2 separate regions of the Triticum aestivum genome follow, and region 2 is linked to region 1. Evidence: chromatin contacts called from public Hi-C data. All regions are on one chromosome and are shown on one strand. Each heading gives the region's core, a stretch centred on a gene start, on an enhancer-like site or on the middle of the called end of the contact. The rest is flanking DNA. Distances are from core to core; before and after follow the strand shown. Region 1 holds the start of LOC123145546 (endoglucanase 7). Region 2 holds the start of LOC123145547 (probable histidine kinase 6).

What was found. Hi-C and Micro-C count contacts between places; a contact is called where the count stands out from the background.
Region 2: a contact with region 1 is called in a Hi-C map of leaf, with 3 times the contacts expected there. The contact joins the promoter of LOC123145547 here to the promoter of LOC123145546 in region 1. A contact is called at or near these places in 3 of 5 Hi-C or Micro-C datasets (all in leaf).

Annotation. Positions count from the first base shown.
Region 1 is chr6D:423,680,748-423,683,875 of IWGSC CS RefSeq v2.1, reverse strand. LOC123145546 (endoglucanase 7) reads left to right here and starts at 1,369. Exons shown (of 4, transcript XM_044564977.1): 1 at 1,369-2,251; 2 at 2,785-2,985. The coding sequence starts at 1,769.
Region 2 is chr6D:423,823,538-423,826,885 of IWGSC CS RefSeq v2.1, reverse strand. LOC123145547 (probable histidine kinase 6) reads left to right here and starts at 1,278. Exons shown (of 11, transcript XM_044564978.1): 1 at 1,278-2,492. The coding sequence starts at 2,172.

The DNA of each region.
Region 1 (3,128 bases), core at 120-2,619:
ATCAGGTCTATGGACCATCTAGTGACGACTACAAGCGCTGGAGCAAGTCGAAGGCGCGCCGTTGTCATTGCCCCTCCATTATCGAAGCCGGGCAAACCTTGTTGTAATAAAAAGTCGGGAAGTCGTCGTGCTAAGGCCCCAAAGGACCAGCATACCAGAGCAGCAACCATCGTCGATGAAGAGAGTTGTAGATCGGAAAGATCAAACCTGGAACCACATGAACGAAGACGAACAAAAACTGGATCCAAATAGATCCAGCGAAGACTAGCACCGACCGAATCCCATGAGATCCGACGGAGACACACCTCCACACATCCTCCGACAACGTTATTTGCATCATCGGGACGGAGATAGGACATAGGATACATTATTCCTACCTAGGGACATCGCCACCGCCACACAGCCCCAACCAAGATGTTCAACCTAACAAAAACGAGAACGGAGTCCCTTCCGCCGGCGGGTGGCCGAGATCCTCCGCACCTCCACAACCCAAAGGCCGCCGGAGGTGGGGCGGATCGATGGCGGCGCCGACGAGCGGACGAAGAACTGTTGATCATTGACAGTAGTACCTGGCTAGCTCAACCTAATAATCATCTTGCTAGCATTAGCAATCGATCTAGTGGTGGATGCATGTAGTAGTACTGTATTATCATCGCGAAGCATGCTGCAACCGTCAGCTGACTACACGATTGACCAACCGATCGTGGAGAAACATGCTCGCCCCCGACAAAACATGCCCCGCCCCGGCGGCCGGCCGGAACAATAATCCCACGGCACACACAAAGCTTATAATTTGCCTATAGTTAAACGTACGTCAGCCAACCACTTATAACTACCGCGTAACGTGTACCGCATTATCACTAATAGTATGTTTTTCATATTGCAGAGGCCCGGGGGTTTAATCTCCTTTTCAAAACAAAAAAAACTAATATGTTTTTCCACGGGAGGTGGAAAGAGAGAGAAAAAAAACGGGTCTTTTTATTTGACCGACCGCCTGAGCTAGATAGCTTGCCTGCTAAGATTTCACGGTGAAATGAAAGCTGTTACAGGCCACGGGCCGGCCGGTCGATCGACCGGCGACTTGGCCCGAAGGAGCTACGCCGGTCGCACGCGTGCTTCGGCCATGTGTTGGTACCTGGCGGTACGTGTCCGGCTGGCCCCAACCGACTCACGTGTACACGCGCGCCCGCTCTGAAAAAAACACGTAACGCGTCCCGGTCAAAATCTGCTCCGCTGCCTCCCTCCCTCCCTTGCGTGCGTCGTCGCTAACCCAGAACCCAACCCAACCATCCCAATCACGACCTCACCAAACAAACCATACAAAACCCGAACGAGTCCACCCCCTCCAACTCCAAAACGCAGCTTCGCTCCCTCGCTCGCTCGCTCATATTTGCATCGTTTCTTTCCTGCCTGCCTGCCTGCTCCTCTCTTGCTATCTACTACCTCTCGAGTTTTATATTCCCCCGGCCCGGCCCGGCCGCCGAACCGGTTCAACGCGGTGCGCGTGCGTGTGCTGGACCCGGACGCCGGCCGCGAATATAAGCGCGCCAGCCCACGGCCTCAGGTCGGAGGACACTGCCCCGCCCTGCTCTCCACACAGCACACAACGGCGCGAGAGAGATCACACACACAAACACAAACACCTACGCTCGCACACAGGCTAAGCTAGCAGAGCCGGCAGAGGGCGGCGCGGCGGTGATCACAGGGCGCGCCCCGGGCACGCACAAGCGAAGGCACACCAACAATCCGAGTAGCATCTTCTTGCGCAATGAGATCAGGGAGCGCCGCGGCCGCCGCCGTAATCTTGTCTCGACGGCTCGGAGCCGTGTTGCTGCTGGTGCTGCTTCTGATCGCGGCAACGGCGGCGGCGGCGGAGGGGAGCAAGAGCGGGAGCGGCGACGGCAAGGCGCACAACTACGAGGAGGCGCTGCGGAAGAGCCTGCTCTACTTCGAGGCGCAGCGGTCGGGGCGGCTGCCGCACGGGCAGCGCGTGCCGTGGCGCGACCACTCGGGCCTCACCGACGGCCTGGAGCAGGGGGTGGACCTGGTGGGCGGCTACTACGACGCCGGCGACCACGTCAAGTTCGGCCTGCCTATGGCCTTCACCGTCACCATGCTGTCCTGGAGCATGCTCGAGTACGGCGCCGACGTCGCGGCGGCCGGCGAGCTCGCGCACGCGCTCGAGGCCATCAAGTGGGGCACCGACTACTTCATCAAGGCGCACACGCAGCCCGACGAGCTGTGGGCCGAGGTACGTACGTACGCAGCACTCCACGAGCCGGCCGACGGCGGCGATCGTGCGTCACCTCCATCCATGATCCATCCCCTGGCTAGCTCATAGCTGTGTTCAGATACGATCGATCATGACATGCAGCATGAGATGAGACCGACCGGTTCCAAGCTAGCTGTTGCGCACGCAAGCCAGCGATCGTTCCAAGAAAGAGAGAGACCAATTCAATTATGCACACCTTGCTAGCTTGTTGCACTTTGATCAATTAGATTCTTCATTTACATACTATACAAAATCTTTTATGTACGAATAACAATTATATAGATATAGGAGTATTTTCTGGTTAGGGGAGAAAAGAAAAAGGTTCTTTTCTGGTGAATAACAACAAGCGTGTTAGGTAGGCGGCCAGTTTGATTTGATGAACGTACGTACCAACGAACGGCAGCACTAAACTATTTTCTCCCACACATGGCGTGCATATGTTTCACAGCTTCGTTGGTCGTCCATGATGCACCAGAGCCGTCGGATTAATCGCCTAGCTTTTTCTTGAACAGGTGGGGGACGGCGACACGGACCACTACTGCTGGCAGCGGCCGGAGGACATGACGACGTCGCGGCAGGCGTACAAGGTGGACCGCGACCACCCGGGCTCCGACGTCGCCGGCGAGACGGCCGCCGCCATGGCCGCCGCCTCCATGGTCTTCCGCAAGTCCAACCCGCACTACGCCCACCTCCTCCTGCACCACGCCCAGCAGGTAACACCACGCTGCCTCATGTGCATACACACAGCGTGTACGTTGACGTAGTGCTACATGCAAAGTCTCATGTGGAAAAATGAGAGAAAAATATCGGTGCGAGTTTGGAGCATAGCGTACGTAGCACCAGTCTGTCTGCGTAC
Region 2 (3,348 bases), core at 29-2,528, 140 kb before region 1:
GACGAGAAGAAGCGGCAAAGCAAGGACGAGCAAATGAAGCAATACCTAGACCTTCAAAGGAAGAAGCTTGAGATGGAGGAGGCGGCCAAGAGGAGGAAGATCGACATGGAGGAGACGGCCCGGCAAAGGCAACTCGACATGGAGGAGGCGGCCAGGCAAAGGCAGCTCGACATGGAGGAGGCGGCCAGGCAAAGGCAGCTCGACATCGAGGCCGACAACGTCAAGGCCAGGCAGAGGCAGCTCGACATCGAGGCCACCAATGCCGCCACCAAAGCGAAGGAGGTGGCCCTTGCGATCATGAGCGTGGACTTGTCGAAGATGAGCGAGAAGACGAGGGCCTGGTTCGAGGCCAGGCAGAAGGAGATGCTCGACGCCGAAGGCCTGAACTAGGTCGTCCGATCGGCCGTGGCCGTTCTTTTTGGAGGCTGGCATGGGTGCCGCCCGCCCGCTGGGCCGCTGGCTGTGTGCCGGCGAGGAAAACATTCATTTTGGAGGCCGGCTGTGTTGCCGGCGATGACAACTATTCATTTTGAAGGCTGGCTGTGTTGCCGACCGCTGGCTGAGTTGCCGACATGAACTGGGGCCGCTGGCCTGATGAACTAGGGCTTGGCATTTGAAAGTTGCTCCTTTTTTAAAATACAGAGCCGGACAGGATGGGGCAAACGGATGCGTCCGCGCGCTGGGCGCACGGCCACCGCATCCCAGGACACGCCCGAACACGACCCCATTGCCCTACCCAAACGGACAGAATCCAGATAAAACGGACATCCGTTTGGGGTCGCGCGGTGAAGTTGGCCTAACCCCCCGTGTTGAACATTTTGACGTCCAATCACGTAAGAAAACCCACGCATCATGACACGACGCCATCGTTTTCTCTCGAGGCGACCGGCCCGATCGCGCCACCCATCGCCGTAGCGAGACCACTTTAGCTTGCGTGTGGATGGAGGAAGGAAACCAAACCAAACCAGACCACGCTGTCTTGAGCCGGCGGAGCCCAGGAGGGCGACGAGGTGAACAAGGGAACAAAAAGGAGAGCCATCCGAGACCGATGTAGGGGGGCGGCCGTTTCTTTCGCTTTGCTTCTGCTTCCGGCCGTGGCCGTGTGTGTGTTTGTGTGTGGATCGGACGGACCACGGGTGGGTTCGGCCGCCCCGCACTCCGCCCCGCGCCACGTGACCCAAAAGGACTCCGCGGGTCGCTGGCATTGGCACCCCCTACTCCTACTGGCTGGCTCTACCTCGCTAGCAGCCGCAGCCGCAGCCGCAGCCACCCCACCCGGCTTCTTCCTCTCCCCCCCTCCCTCCCCGCTGGCCTGCCTGGTTGGTTCCCTCCTCCCCCGCCACGGTCGCTGTCGCAGGATCGCCACCACCGAGCCCCCACTGCCGCCACCCGTAGCTCTCTCTCCAGCCTCCAGCTCCAGCAGATCAGCAGCAGGAGTAGGCCGCAGCGGCAGCGTCTGCCCAGCTCCGCCGCTTCCGCCGTCGATCTCGGCCAGCCTTCCGCCCCCTCCATTCCACCGACCCACCCACCAAAAAGAGCCCCTACACGCCGCCGCCCGAGGCTAGCTAGCCCGCCCGCTCGCTCCCTCGCTTCGTGAGCCGCGCGCGCGCGGTCGCCGCTCCAGCATCGCAGGAGGCCGGGCCTGTGGCTGCGAGGCTCGCGGCGCTCAATTGGCTTGCCGGGGGACGCCACGCCACGCCACGCGGCGGGCCTTGTCCAGAATATTTGCCGCACGGAAAAAGCTAGTAGTAGAGCTAGCGAGCGAGCTTGGTGCGATTCCTCCCCAGTTTTTAATTGGCTTCGGCAGCAGCGCCAGCCAACGGCGAGCCCGCCCGCCCACCAGCCGGAGGTAGGGGAGGAGCACTGGAGTAAAGAGGCGCCGCGGCCCGGGGATTTTATTAATGCGGCTTAGCGAGCGGGCGGGCTAATTATTTTAGCGCCGCTGTCTCGGCTGGGAACTCGCGAAAGCTCGGCTCTTTTGAGGTCGCCCCTGCCCCCGCTCGCCGCCTCCTCCGCCCAACCCCTCCGCGCCGCGCTCCCGCACTCTCTCCCTCCCGCTGGGACTGGGAGCACTTGTTTTCTTCTGGGTACCAGTGCGGGTGTGCTTTCGCTGGGGCCGGGGCCGGTGGTCGTCGCGCATTCCCACAAGCATATGGTGCGCATTGTGGGGGATGGGGAGTAGTAGTAAATTGGGGGAAGGCATGGAGGAGAAGGGGGGCAGGGTGGGGATGGGCAAGTACGCGGCCAGGCGGGGCTGGAGGCGCCTGGCGGCGGTGGCCTGGCTGGTGGCGGCGGTGGCCTGCTCGGCCGCCGTGCACTGGCAGCTGCGCCGGGAGACCATGGAGCGCGCCGAGGAGCGGCTCGTCAGCATGTGCGAGGAGCGGGCCAGGATGCTGCAGGAGCAGTTCGGGGTCACCGTCAACCACGTCCACGCGCTCGCCATCCTCATCTCCACCTTCCACTTCGAGAAGAACCCCTCCGCCCTCGACCAGGTGAGCAAGCAACACAAACGAGCAACATAATAGGGATTGCCGATTTGTTTCTTCCTCTTCCTCCTCGATGCATTCGTTAATTCCCAGGATGCATTCATTCGTTCATTCCCATGTCGCCGCGTGCTTCCAATCCCGCGGCAATGGCGGGCTCCAGAAATCCTAAACAAGTATAGTACTAGCAAAACATGGTTGTTGTTGCATCTCCTTAAAAAAAGGATATTTCCTCGTGGTGGCTCGATGCTTACAGAGTTGCAGGCTAGTCGTTTAGCGGCACATTATTTGTTTCAGTCGGTCCGTTGTGGGCCTCTTGATCTTTGAATATGTGGCATTCTTGGAGCGGTTGTGCTTCTTTTCTATGCTCCAAACCTCCAAGACACAGAGTCAGAGACGTCTCTGAACTACTAGGCCGGTAGAAGAAGAACATTGCTCTGTTTGTTTTTGGAGTGGTTAATGGTTGGGTTTGGCCGATGCTTGACCGACTCCATTTGTTTATGCTCACAGCCGTAGCAATGCAGTGCTGGCTGCGGTTGTCCAGTGATGGGTTCTTGATCCTACTTTTTCCTCCTAAAATATTCCCCTAAAGCTGTCCTCTTTTGGGAATTCCGAGCCCGCTGCTTTTGTTGATTAAGTGGTAGCTTTAGACTTTTAGGAGTACCTTGGCGAGGCAATATGGTATTTGAAGGCACATTCTGGTTGTTGCAACAAGCAACAATGAGTAATGCCCTAATTTGGTTGGTGGCCCTAGTTGTTATCCTTTTTTTTGGATACTGACCCTAGTTGAGTCTCTTAATATAATAAAACAATCACATGGATTAGGTGCAGTTTAAACTTGATCCTTTCTTACTTTCTTGGATGC